Regions from separate parts of the Oryzias latipes genome. Here region 1 is linked to region 2. Evidence: chromatin contacts called from public Hi-C data. All regions are on one chromosome and are shown on one strand. Each heading gives the region's core, a stretch centred on a gene start, on an enhancer-like site or on the middle of the called end of the contact. The rest is flanking DNA. Distances are from core to core; before and after follow the strand shown. Region 1 holds the start of hes1 (hes family bHLH transcription factor 1). Region 2 has its middle 12 kb from the start of LOC111947361.

The links. A called contact is a pair of places that touch in the nucleus more often than the background predicts.
Region 1: a Hi-C map of embryo shows a contact between it and region 2, with 2.0 times the contacts expected there. The contact joins the promoter of hes1 here to the enhancer-like site in region 2. A contact is called at or near these places in 2 of 5 Hi-C or Micro-C datasets (embryo and fibroblasts).

What each region holds. Positions count from the first base shown.
Region 1 is chr4:12,730,667-12,737,688 of ASM223467v1, reverse strand. hes1 (hes family bHLH transcription factor 1) reads left to right here and starts at 3,251. Exons shown (of 4, transcript NM_001104843.1): 1 at 3,251-3,358; 2 at 3,467-3,562; 3 at 3,653-3,740; 4 at 3,852-4,393. The coding sequence starts at 3,251. The coding sequence ends at 4,393.
Region 2 is chr4:12,687,043-12,693,960 of ASM223467v1, reverse strand. No RefSeq gene overlaps it. Among protein-coding and RNA genes, the nearest start is that of LOC111947361, 12 kb to the right of the region's middle. Within about 2 kb of position 3,265, at least 2 of the 8 cell types and tissues checked have an H3K27ac peak or open chromatin away from gene starts, as enhancers often do. A contact at or near this core is called in embryo, where this site is marked.

The DNA of each region.
Region 1 (7,022 bases), core at 2,002-4,501, 44 kb before region 2:
TAACACTCTCTTGTAGTAATCAAAAGTGTGTGGAATGCAATTATGTAATTGTCATTAGCTGTTAGGTAAACTTATGATTGTCACCAAGAAAAAAAAGTTCAAATGTCATAATCTCATCAGAAAAAGAACCAAAGGGGAGATTGAAGGATTTCTGGAGTGTTTTCAATTTTCTTAATCAGTGTTGACTCGTCACTGTAGATGGGTCATTTGCAGCTTTGCAACCTCTTTCAACAGTGATGTCATGAAAGTGCTGCCCTCAGTTTAGTAATGGTATCTACGGGAAACATCCAGGACAGAGGTCATACAGCAATGCAATGTTGGACGTTGAAGTTACTCTGCTTTTCAACTGAACACAATCAGTGTTGCCACTCTTGGTTCACCAGCAGCACTTCCTGGTATCCACCAATGGGGTTAAAGGCAGAGGGAATTGGGTGATGGCATGCCACACTTTTTTTTTTATCTCATCTTCACAAATGCACATAGTCACACTTTAGCCCCACTATCTCTTTCACTGATTGCATTGTTGCAGTGCATGGCGGTGCATTAACAAGAGGCCAATAAAGATATGAGGGGTGGGAAAGAAGCAGAGGAATGAAAAAAAAGAGGAAGCGGGAGATAAGAGTAGTAGAGGAGGAAGGGTAATATAATAGGGTTAATAAGGATAAGAAAAAGAGTAAGAAAAAAAAGCAATTGTTGTGAATTAGCATGTTGGTCCTACACTGCTGCCCTTACAGCTGCCAGATTGTGTTTTGCATCAAACTCTATCTTTCATGTGATCAAAAGCTTGAACAAAAGACAGCAGAGTTCAGCTTCGGTCGTTTCCCACAGATTTCTCTGGGACACCCATCAGGAAAACTCCCGGGACCTGCCCAGGTGCACCCAACAAGACTCGCAAGGAAAAGGACAGAGCACCCTGACTCAGTTCACTGCTGGAGACCTCTTGCAACATGAGCGTGAGAAAGTCATTCAGGCGAAAAGAGTTTCAAAACCTGCACTCTGTCTACAGACCATCAATGGGCTTGTTTGGGAACTCTGTCAGTGCCATTGTGTGGGACTAAATGACTCAGGTGTGCAGTCCACAACAAAAGGGAATGTTTGTGATGTGTGGGACAGAGAGGCTCATGCATGGAGTCTGCCAAAATTGGCATTTATGCACAAGACTGGTGGACTCAGTGATGTTTCTGCCTTCATCTGGCTGAAATACAGCAGATTAAAGCACATCCAGATTCCTTTTGAAACTTGAGGCTGAAACATGAAATCAGCATGTTTAATCATAGCTATGGCGGTCAAGTCAACCTTCATACAGAAAATTTTGATGGATCTTTTTAGCATAGAAGTAATCTCAGTTTGAAGATGACCCTGAATCATCTTTTCCTTAAGTTTACTGCAGGCTTCAAAGCCCCTCACAGTACTCTTCAAACACATTTGTTCAACCCAATTATTGGATATTCATGTTGGCATATATTTTTAGGATACTTTTTGAAGCAATACACATTTTTGGGGTTATATTTTTGCGGTTATATTGGTTTCATTTTAAATCTATTTGTTGTTGTATTTTTCCGGAGTTGAAATAACACAGAAAAATGTTGGAAGTTGGATTAAAAGTAGCCCATCTTGAGTTGTTTTTAACTATAGAGGTTGTAGTGCGCAGCAGTGTTGTCTATCACTGTTAAATCTTGCAGGCAACCGCTTGGCGACGCCCCGCAGATCCAGGCGGCAAGCCGGCGAGCAGAGCGCCTTCCCCCGGTCGCCTGCGCGCCACGTGTCGCGGTCTTTCCAGCAGCTGGAGGTGCGCGAGCGCACAGAGCCGCGCGCAGAACGTCAATGTGTGACTGTTGCTGTGTCACTGATAACTTCACTTGACTGGTCTGCAACATCAACAACAAAAAGCCCAGACAGTGCCTCCTATTGTTCCACTTTTATTCCCAGGGAAGCTGGTTAAAACATTCACAAATCCCCTGAACTCATGGTTACACTTTATTGTGTTGGATTGCACAACTTTAGGAACACAAAGCTGCTGCTCGTCAATAAACCTTCAGAAGGCAATTGTCGGAGTTATTTCACTCACTTTTGCCCGTCTGCTCTTACGTCTATCTAACAATAAAGATAAGGAAATGAAATTATGACCTGATATCTTCAAAAGCCTTGAACGCCGTGGGGCGGCTACAGGCGGGAAGGGGGAGGAAAGGGGGGGGGCGGCGGCGGCAGCGGTGTGATCGTGTGAGCTCTCCAGGCTCAGAAATATCTCTGCTCTGGCTCACATTCCGATAAGGGAGCCCGATCCAGCTCTCTCCGTAGGCGTGGTTTTCCCAGGCTTTTAAAACAGCAGCTGCTATTTACCTTCCCCTCTAATGTAAACCACTGCCGCCGCCACATGCCCTCCCCTGGCCCGGCGGCCCCCCGGCAGCCCGGCGGCCAAACCTCCAACCACCGCGCTCATAAAACATCCTGGCACGTGCTCCACATTCGCAACACGGACAGATGATTAAGTGGCAAACTTTTGTCAGTGAAATGTTTCTGCAGAGAAATGATGATCCCGTGTCTCTGCGTGCGTGTTCACCCCCTCATGTGCTCCCCTCGTGGGCTTTTGGAGATGTTTTCTTTACTAAATTGATTATAACCGCAGCCTAAAGCCAGGATAAGAGCCCTATTTTCTTCCCCTAAAAAAAACGCGCACCACTTTTCATGTTTAAAAACATAAAGTTATTAGTCATTTTAATGTGTCTAAACACAAAGATGTTTCTCTTGTTATCACAAGCCTTGCAGACTAAAAGTCATGCCCAGTCAGCGGCTCCACTGTTAATATGGAAACGGCGCGATGATTGAAGACTGAAGGCAGTTTCCTCGGCTGCGCCCTGAACTCGGGCCGTGCGCCATTGGCCGCCAGCTCCGGCAGCCAAACAACCAATGGGAGGGCGCCGACCACGAGCCGTCCTCTCTCGGGCCGCGTGTCCCTCGCCCTGATTGGTAGAAAGTTACTGTGGGAAAGAAAGTTTGGGAAGTTTCACACGAGCCGTTCGCGTGCAGGGTGAGATATAAATACATGCAACAAGAAGAGTCTATCAGACAGATCTGCTTCTGGTTGAGGCGCAGCCGCCGCGCGCATCGCTCTGACGGATACATACCTCAGGATTTTTATTTGTCCTTTTTTAATTCAAAGGAAAAAGGGACTTTTTGCCAGTTTGAGCGCATCAATTTACTCATTTCCTAAACCAGTGGATCCTAATTGTGGGATATTTCTAATAAGAAGATGCCTGCAGATATGATGGAAAAAAACTCATCCTCTCCGGTCGCTGCAACCCCGGCAAGCATGAACACAACTCCCGACAAACCCAAGACAGCCTCGGAGCACAGAAAGGTTGGTACATTTCATCAGAAATGCGCTCTCGTTCTTCTTCAGCTGGTGCGCATCGATCCAGAAATGTTCGGATCCGAATCATGACGTATATTATTTTGTTTTATTTAGTCCTCAAAGCCAATCATGGAAAAGAGAAGAAGAGCCAGGATCAACGAGAGCTTGGGTCAACTGAAAACACTCATCCTAGATGCTCTCAAAAAAGATGTAAGTGTTCCGGTTATCGGTCGATTTCAAAGCGTTTCTTGTCAGATAGTTGGCGCGTAATGCTGACCAGGTGTGTTTCCGTCGCTGCAGAGCTCCAGACACTCCAAGCTGGAGAAGGCGGACATCCTGGAGATGACGGTGAAGCATCTCCGGAACCTCCAGAGAGCTCAGATGACCGGTAGGTCTAATTTTACAATCCGATCTGTTGCTTAACGTAATCATCTGGACTAGAAAACACGACTCCAGACTCTACATGCCTGTGTTGACTCAGATGTTTGTCTCGCCGCAGCTGCTCTGAACACAGACCCTTCTGTTTTGGGGAAATATCGCGCCGGATTCAGTGAATGCATGAATGAAGTCACCCGCTTTCTGTCCACGTGCGAGGGGGTCAACACCGAAGTGAGGACGCGGCTCCTCGGCCACCTGGCCAACTGCATGACCCAGATCAACGCCATGAACTACCCCAGCCAGCATCAGCACCAGCATCCGCTCCCATCCACCGCGGGGCCAACGCACCCGTCCTTCAGCCAGCCCATGGTGCAGATCCCCAGCTCGTCCCCGCAGATCCTGCCCATGAACCCGGCGTCCTGTAAAGGCGGCTCCTCGCCGGCCGCACTGCCTTCGGACGCCACCAAAGTCTACGGGGGCTTCCAGATCGTGCCAGCCACAGATGGACAGTTTGCGTTCCTCATTCCCAACGCGGCGTTTGCGCCGAACGGCCCCGTTATCCCCGTGTACGCCAACAACGTCAGCACGCCGGTGTCTGTCCCGGCTGCCGTTTCCCCGGGAGCCCCGTCAGGAACCACTGATTCAGTGTGGAGACCGTGGTGAGAGGTGGAGGAGTGACTGAAAACATACTCTCTAGTTCAACATGTCATCATGATAGACTTTTCTTTTTTTTTTCTTGTAAAATGAAGAGTATGCACTATATTTGTACAGCTAACAAGGGACTAAAGTTCATATTGAAATGAGATTTGTATTGTGGAAGTTCGTTCACTGCATTTTTATAGGCTATATAAATATATATATTTGAGTTGTCTTTTCTACTGTGTGACGCCAAAGACATGTTTGATGCTGTCCTGTTCTTCGTTTTGGAAGACAAATAAATTTGTAAAAAAAAAAAAATGTTGAAAAGTCAGTTTTTTATCATATCAAATGGAACAGACTTTAAGTTCACTTCTTTGTCCATTACTCCAAGTTAAAGCTGAGATTTTAATGTGAAAGTACTGCTTTTGTGCATGGAAAAAGTTTCTGAAGTGTATTTTCCAGGACAAAACTTGAGTTAAAAATATGAAATCTTAGTTCGTGACATCAACCAAATTAAATATTTTTGACCATAAAACACATCTGTGGACAAAAATGTAAAATATTGTTACATTTGTGCATATAGGAGCTTAAAAAGTGGATTTTGGGGGGCGTTTCTGCACCAAGAATGTCCAAATGTTTTAGGGACATCTTCAGTCTTGTAGAAAAATAAGGTAGTGGAAATTGAGTAAAACTTGAAAAATCAAAAGCAAACTTAACAAAAGTTTTTGTTTCTTTATGCATAGATACCTTTTGACATCAGGAAACTTGTTTTATTGAAAGGTTCATTTTTTTTACTGTCAGACAAACATAATTTAAGTTAGACTGTCCTGGAGTGCCAGCAAACAAGCTCGGTGATGCCATTGGCTGCATAAATGAATGGGAACCAGAGGAACTGCATGTAATCAGTAACAGGAGGGAGATCATCTGTTGGCGGTGTTTCCCTCTGATTTCCAGCTGTTCAGTCTCTTGAAAAATGTTGGACTTTTAAGGGAGTCACTGGCGCCATCTAGCAGCAGACAAAAGAACTGCAACAATAGGGGTGTTGGAGGATCAATGTTGTTGATGAGTGGATGTTTTATAATCAGCGGGGGCTTTTTGACTTGTTTTGTGGTGTAAATATACCCAAAGGACAGTTTTGAAGTTTTATTTAAATGATTTTATTTTTGTAATCTCATTTGGATCATCATTAATTGATAACCGAGCTGCCACTGTGGCAACAATGCTGATCCTCTGCTGTGTGCCACAAAGAGAAGCCTTAGGATGTGTCTTTAATCAGAGCTTAGGGAGGTCCTTGGTGCTGGTTAGGGGCTTGACAGAAGAGGATACATGTTTAACACATTGCCACTGAGCCATGTGGTAGCGCTCTGCTCTGCCCAGGTGTGCATGCCCCCTCCAGCTATCTGAGTGTGGCCCTCCTTTGAAGGTGGTGTGTGCGTGGGGGGTGTGGGGGCACAGGTGTTTGCAATTATCAGTGTGCTAAGAGGCAAAAAGTGTGGATAAGTGCCATCATTTTGAATTTCCATCACACCTTTTTATAGGGGGGCCACGCATCACTGTTTGATTGAAACCATGTGTGCGCCTATGCCCGAATGCATGGATGTGATTCTGTGCGTGCGGGACGCGGCGTGTGGACACGAGGCACGGGGGAGGTAAAATGGATTAAGGGGGGGTAGATGTTTGAGGAAAGGTCTTCCATACAAGGTAGCAGTCAGCATCCCATCTCCGAACGAGCCCTACACGAGGCTCCCACAGCATTCCAGCTGCACCAATGCAGAGCTTCCTGCCCCTGGGGCCACAGCTGGACACAGGACGTCTGGGAAGGCACGTGTTGTGACCCGGACAACACCCAGCTGCTGAGCCGCCCTCCCAACACAACCAGACGTTTTCTGGTCTCTCACTCCTCCTGGGAGCAGCTTTACGAGCCTCCTTATTTTCCCCTTGCAGTGGCCGAGCTGTTGGAGTGACCGCACACATGTCACAACACGACTTGGGGGTTAGCCGCCAAGCCTGTCCATTAACTTTTCCCACACTCCGCATGCATGCAGGGAGCGCAAAGAGGAGGTGGGGGGATCCTATGCTTCCTCCTTGCCTCTGTAAGTGCTACCATATGGTCCACTCTCTTACTCTCCCTACTACAGTCATCCTGTGTTGCTCTGCCTCTCTCTCCCAGCCCATCACTGGGGCTGTCTTTGATTGCGGCCCAGACAAGCAAGAGCTTTATGATTTAAGTCCAGGGCTTGCTGTACCAAGCCCTGGACTTATTTTGAAGCCAAACTGTTCTCCCTCCCAGCCCTTTCTGCTCTCCCTCCACCCCCTTCCTCCTTTTGCAGTTGCAGGGGAAGGCTGTTTTCTGGCAGGAAATGAATAGCTCCCAGATGAGCGCAGGAACCTGAGAGGTCGTGAGAAAGAGGCGAACCCCCCTCCGCAGGCCCGGCTTGCTGCCAGCCGCCGGGGGAATGTGGGAGAGCGCCTCTCTGACACACGCATCAACCCCTCTGCCCTCTACCACACCGCCTGCCTGCCTGCCTGCCTGCCTCAGCGCTGGGCCTCAAGCCTGGAAATAGACTGACAAACAGGGCAACCGCCACCAAGCCAGGCTGAGCGACTTGTCAGCTATTGAGCCGGAGGGACAGGAACCTGTGGGAGGAGTTGG
Region 2 (6,918 bases), core at 2,016-4,515:
CCTACAAATTTGCGCTCTTGTTTAAGTGACCTTTTACGGTGCTCTCTTTTTATTTTCTCTTCATTGGACCTAACTCACCATGTGTTGTTCATTTTTCTTAGTCACGAAAATCCGTTTGCATCATGCAGCCCTGATGGGTTTCTGTTTAGTCATTTTTTTAATACTCGGCTAACAAGAGGAACAATTAATGGTGACTTTATCACTCTTTAGTAATATTTGTTTACAGAAAAATTGTTGAAGTTCCACCCCAATCATCTTTGAAACTATTGTAAAATCATTCCCAGTGGTCTTTTATTTACGATTTGTGCCGTTTTAAGCCAAAATTTAAGAACCTGACGCTTTCCAGAAAAAAGTTTCTGCACATCAGCAGTAGGTCTTTGAAATTACCCTCTGAGTTGTGGGCGAAACTGTTTACGTGGAGTAACCCCACCCCGATTTCCAATTATCCATCTGTTTTCACTAGCTTACAGCCTCCTACAACCCCAACATAGTATTACAGATACAACACAATTGGCAAGGAATATTGGAGCTTTCCAACCATACATTTTGGTGCCAGATGCCAGCTCGGATGAGGAAAACTAAGACGTACACGGGTCTACTTGTTTCCAAGTGGATGCATAAGCATGGAGCAGAGCAGGGAGCTTGCGGACTGACAAATATAGCATCTACGTCACAGTTTAAAGCTTTTTCAAACTGCATTTTTTTTCGTCTGCTCCTGCTTCACAACAATTTCAATAATGAAATACTCAGAAATGCCATTTTAATCTGAGTTTTCTTTATATTTGTCCTCCATCATCAGAAAAATGCCACATGGACATGTTAACCCTTGTGCTATCCTAGGCCCTTTACCATTGGGAGTTGGGTCATCTAAACCCACTAGACAGTGCGCTGAACATTTTTTCTTCAATGATTTGTGATCTTCACTGGTGTCCATGGACTACATGAAATCTTTCCACCTTTATCCACCTTTGTCACGGTAGGGAGAACACGTCAATATAAGGGTGGGGTCATCTAAGATAGCACAAGGGTTAAAAACACTATTTTCACTGGATTGGGTCCTAAAGCCAGTCATGTTAGGTGGGTCTGGGGGTCATTCAGAAGCAATTATTGTAACAGTCATTAAATGCTTGACAAGCAAGGGAATGGAAAAGGGATTATATGCTGGAAATAAGAAACTCTAGGGGGGTAAAGGATGCAAGACCTGATCAGTTAAGAGTATGTAACCTCTGCGTCCTTAATCACCACCCCCACCTCAACAGACATTCATCTTAGCTCAGCCATGTCTAATGCTACCAAACATCTCCAAGTACAATGTTGCAGAACAAAGGTGCACCTTGTGCTCTGGTCCTCTCCAGGTGTGATGATGAACAGAACTTGATATTTGACTGAGAGCCTAAAGATATCTTGTTTATACCATCACACCCCCTGATGATTTGTTTTGTTTTATGAGTTTTTACTCTGTGTGAAATTTAGTGTCTGTATGGTTGTTTTTTTTTAAGTTCTTTATTCAGCCCCACAGTTCTGTTGTATTTTCCCGCGCTCCTCCAAATCAATTTCAACCAAATAAAAATGTGGTCTGACCTCATTTGTCGGTGTGTGGTCATTAAAAATTAGGATTGTTGGGTCTACACGCCTGTTTTGAAAGTCATCCAAGGGTGCAGCCTTTAAAGTAAATCTTTGCTCCCTCAGTCTGCACCAACATGCACACAACTTTGATCTCAGCATGAATGTGTCTATTTGTGTCACTTCTGAAACGTCCAGAGGAAGTCCAACTCGAGTTACATATTTGTTGCGGCAGTGACTTTTCAGGATGTGGGTTTTCTGGAAGATTTAGCTCTCAGATGATACAGTGCCTCAAAGTCTGCCTTTGTTTGTCATTAGCCCATTTTCTTTGAAGGGCTTCAAGTACTATGAATTCCTGCTTTCAAATGTGAAGCTGTGTGATTATCTGAGTGACGCTGAAAGCGATTACTGATCTGAAAGAAATATTATAAGCTGACCCAAAGCACATGTCAGTGAAAAGAACTATGGGACTGCTGGATCATCATACAGTGGCAATTCAACTTACACACCCAAAAGACATTTAATATAAAGTACTGTTGAATGTTTTGCCCCGACAACAGTCTGCAGCCTCACCGCAGGCATGCATGTGTGCATGTGTGTAATTGCGTGAGTGTCTGCATGCTGTGCACCAAAGGGGTGAGCGCGGTTTGGCGAATCCCTTGCAGACAAGCAGGAACATGACACATAGTTCCTCCAGCGTATCCTCACAAACCACATAGAGGAAGCGTTAATGATAAGCACCTGGATTCCCACAAGCTCCCAGTTACATCCAATTGGCAGTAACTGATAAAATTGGGATGAGTGGGAGTTAGAAGTCACAGCCTCAGTGAATGAACCCTTTTCACATCAGGATGCAAAAGAGAGCTCAAAAAGAGAGATGAAGAGATCCTTTATGCTGGCAGTGTGTTCACATGACAGGAGACCACACGCTTGACAGGGGATAAAATAGAGGAGCACAGAACAGGACACTGTCCTTCCAAGACAGCCCATGAGGATCCAACACACTCCCACACATCTGAGCTGGTGTGTGGCCTTCACACACTCAGAAAAACACGTGTCCATCTTTGTGCCCTCCTTTCAACATGAACTTCTCACTTTCTCAATCCAAGCCACGCTTCCTGCCGACTTTGATGCATGCGTTTTCTTCGTGCTCGACAATGATCTCTTTCCCCCTCTGAAAGAACTGGTCCCGGGGTAAAAAGGCTTGGATCTGAAGACTTTGCTTTATCTTTTGCCCCCCAACTCTCTGTTGACACAAAATTGCTTCACCCGGGCCACAGTGCGGTTCAACTGCAGTTGAAAAGAGACGGGAACCAAATCCCTCTCATAGAAAACAACACTGTAGCCTTTTCAGTGTGACTGCCCACAAGGAAAAGGTCCTTTTTTGTGCATGGTGGACACGGCGTCTATCCAGCAAACCGCTTGCCACAGATGTTGACACTGTTGGTTGCGGGTTAAGATGCCCTCCAAAGGCCATTGTATCCCTTGTATCTTTCTCTCGTATTGAGTTTTTCCTCTCTTCTAGGAGGCAGCCGGAGGCAGAGGGGGAAAAGTGGTGAAAGACCTCCGGATGGCAGTCAGCGCTCCAGGGGGCCTTTTTGCCTACAGGGACCCAGGCAAAGAGCTTCATTATGGGTAGCAGCAGGCAGCCACTGAAGGCTGGATGCTATAAGTATTGTGTTGCTGGAAAGATCCGGGTCCCTCTCCAGAACAGGTTCAAAGGTTAGCCCCCCCGGTGGGCTCTTCCATACCTGCCCAGTTCCGACCCCTCCACACTGCCCCCACGAGCCTAGACAGCCCCAATTACAAACAATAGAAACCAGTCATCACGCCATTAAGCAGAGTTTTAAGATAAGGAAAAGAGTGGAGCGGAGGGATTAATTCAGCACACTCCTCACTTGTCAATGAATACATAATTGCATTTATGAGCTGCTGTGAAAACCTCTTCTTTGCACTTAAGTGGGAATGAAACTACTCATAAACTCAAAACCAGCCTTTTGATAACATCTCAGCTATTGGTGCTGTTAGGGGGTGGTTTGTGTATACATACGACTCTGAGTTTGCATGCATAGGGACGGAAAATGTGGTAATTTTGCTGAGCTAAACATTGCCCGTACTGTGTCAGGTTGTAATGATACCGCCTGCACTCACCTGTGAACTCTGTCGGCCCTTTGAAGGTCGGCTTTACTTGTAAACCTTCAAATTCAGTACATGTTTCCTTGAAATGTTTCTTCTTAGCGAATTAAACTGATAGCACAGCGTAACTCTATTTTTCTTAAATTTTTAAGACATGTGTGAGCAAATTCAACTATACCACGTGAAGAGTTTATGACAGAGCTGGTAGTCAACATTGATTGATGATGCGCGGGAGTGAAGGAGTGTTTCTGACCCCAGAATAACAGAACATTAACCTACTCCCCAGGCAAGACTGCACAACTCTTAAAACCTGACCTTGTGTCCCCCTACACCACCACAGGGGGTCTGCAGTCTCCGATCTCCACCACAAAAGTTACTAACAAAGTGTTCCCCTCCACTCTTGTGTGCAGAGCTGAATGATGGGAATGTTGCCTTCATCTCCAAGCCACATCCAGGGCAACTGGGGTGGAGTGTCCAGTTAGAGCATCAGCTGCAGGTAGCATTCATGGTTGCCCTGCTCTTGTATCCTGCTGCTAAAAATTGTTGTCGCTCTCTGGGTATCTTTTTGGAAGTGTCAGCTTTGGGGCCCCCTGATGGGGAAATGGTTGATATAACTTGATTAGACTGCAGGATGGATTACAATTTGGCAGCACCCATGAAGGCTCTGACTTGTCTCTCTTAACCTCTCCTCAGGAGGCAGCAATTAGTGGAAGTAATTGGGAAATTAGCCTTGTTGTTGCATGTTTTCTCCTCTTCTTTTTACTTTATCTAGGTTGTTTCTACCCCGATGACATCAAACCTCTGCCACTTTTCTAGTTTGCACAATCTCATGATAAATATCCATTTTGCTGATTTATTTAAGCCACTTCAGAAATAGAAAAAAGAAACTTGCAGATAACTTTATACACACAGGAAGGTTGGTGACAGACACTTGTTATTTCTCTCTATTGCTTTTCTTTATGTCGCTCGATGCCTGGAGCCAACAAAAGAGATAATTCAATTAGTGCAACCAAGGACTCCAAAAGCTGGAAAGCCTTTTTCATCACAGAGATTTGCATCATAAAACTTCACCGCGTCGCTGAAGGTTCTCTGACTTTTGTACTTTATGAATCTTAAGGCGGCAGACAAGGCCAGAACGTCCTCTTTCTGTTTTCATGTACTTGGATCTTCAATTCAGCTCAATCTGATGGTTATTAAAAGTTTTACTTTTAATTCTTGGTCCCTGAATCATAATAAAAATCTGAAAGAATGTGTCTTTCAGAAACTCTGAAAAAAAAAAGCTTTGTCTACCATGCAGCAGGAAAAAAATTAAGGATAGAAGACGTCAAATTGGAGAATGGAAGCATCAACTGCTTTGACTTACTTGAGCTGCTCCTTAAGTGGAGTTCAATCAAAAAATCGTGAGAAGGTTTTATGAAATTTCTCAAGTCGTTCAGCAAAGTTATTTAGTTCTTATCATGATAATTAAACTATAGTGAAGTGTGTGAAATGTTTTTTCCAAATTTTTATCTTGAAAGTCTTCTAAAGAGTGCATCAGAAAACTAATTTTTTATCCTCCTGACATCCTTTTGAAGTTTCTCATGTTCCACGTCTTAACAGATCTTCTGAAGTTTAGCACAGGGGGCCTTAAAAAGCTGTTCCAAAACCTTTAGAAACCTCAAGTCATCCTTCACTCAGGTTTGTGGAGCTTGTCGTCTCTGGGGACCCCTGACCTTTCACGCATTGTGGATTTGTGTCTGACGTATTCTAGATGTAACCATCTGTGCCCTCTCACCCACCCCCAATCACTTGTTTCTCCTGGACGAGTGTCCGGATCCACTGGGCTGGAAAAGATTCTTACAGGGGATGGAGAAAGTTTAAGCAGAAGAGACACAGGAGAGCACCTGGACCTTCTTTTTTTTTGTCTTGAGAACACAAAAATTTTATGAGGAAGTAAAGGTAAAGGATGTAGTTCTTTTCATTCAAACCCTCCTTGTTTGGACTGTGGGTTCTAAAGCATGTGGACAAGCTTATGTCACTCATCACACTTGTTTTGTGCTTAAGCTGAAACAGGCCTCAAACAGAGCGGGCAGCCTCCCTTTCAGCCCCCCGTTTTGTCATCGACACCCAATGAAGAGCATAAACTTCAGGAATGTCTTTTGAAGGAAAATTTGTGACGTCTGTGTGGTTTAAAATCCTGTCAGATGATCAATGTACAAATCAGCCTTCTTAACCAGATAAAGCATTTCTCAAATCCATGGCAGATGAAGCTGTGGTAGGCGTCATGTGACCGTCAGAATACCACAACTATACAGCGATTCCTCAGAAAGAGTGCTTCATATCTTTACGATAGATCTTTATTAACCCTTGTGCTGTCCTAGGCACTTTGACATTGGGAGTTGGGTCATCTAGACCCCACTAGACAGTGCGCTGAACCTTTTTTCTTCAATGATTTGTGATCTGCACTGGTTTCCATGGATTACATGAAATCTTTATCCACCTTTGTCATGGTAAGGAGAACACGTCAATGTAAGGGTGGTGTCATCTAAGACAGCACAAGGGTTAACCTAAATTATTTCAGAAGTCAGTATTTTTGACAGACATGTATCAAACAGTAGAGTGGGTTGTGGATTTGGTGATGTATCCTCTGATAATGTATGGTGATAACATCAACAATTATGTGAATGTGTGTTGCTCTGGAGAAGGAAGTACTACCATCTAGTGGGCAGTAGTTTATTTTTTTATTATTTGTTTTGCCATTAAAGTTTTTTAACAGGTATGTTTATCCTTAGAGATTATCATGAAGGTTTGATTTGTTTTACACATAAGTGTCACTTAAGAGTAACATTTCTTAATAGCATGACGAAAACTTTTAATACTTTTAATTGATCTTTATTTTAATCAACCCTCACTAAAGCAAAAATTGAGGAATGTTTCAATAAAGCCTTAGACACCAGACTGACATAAAGGGCTGCTAATGACCATACCTATGTGCACAGGGAGGAAAATCCTGCAGCTTTGTTATTTTTTTATGTCTTTACAAAAAAGTTTGTGCCTGTTAAGTATTACATATGCAGACGTTTTGCTTTGATAGCACCCAGACTATACACGATCTGTTTTGAAGAGCTTCTTTAGATGTCAAAAATGTTTGATTTTAAACATTTGCTTTGTGTTTCCAGTCTGCATTTTTCTTGTTTTGTTTGTGTTCGGAATTTGGTTTTCATTCATTTTTCCCCAAAC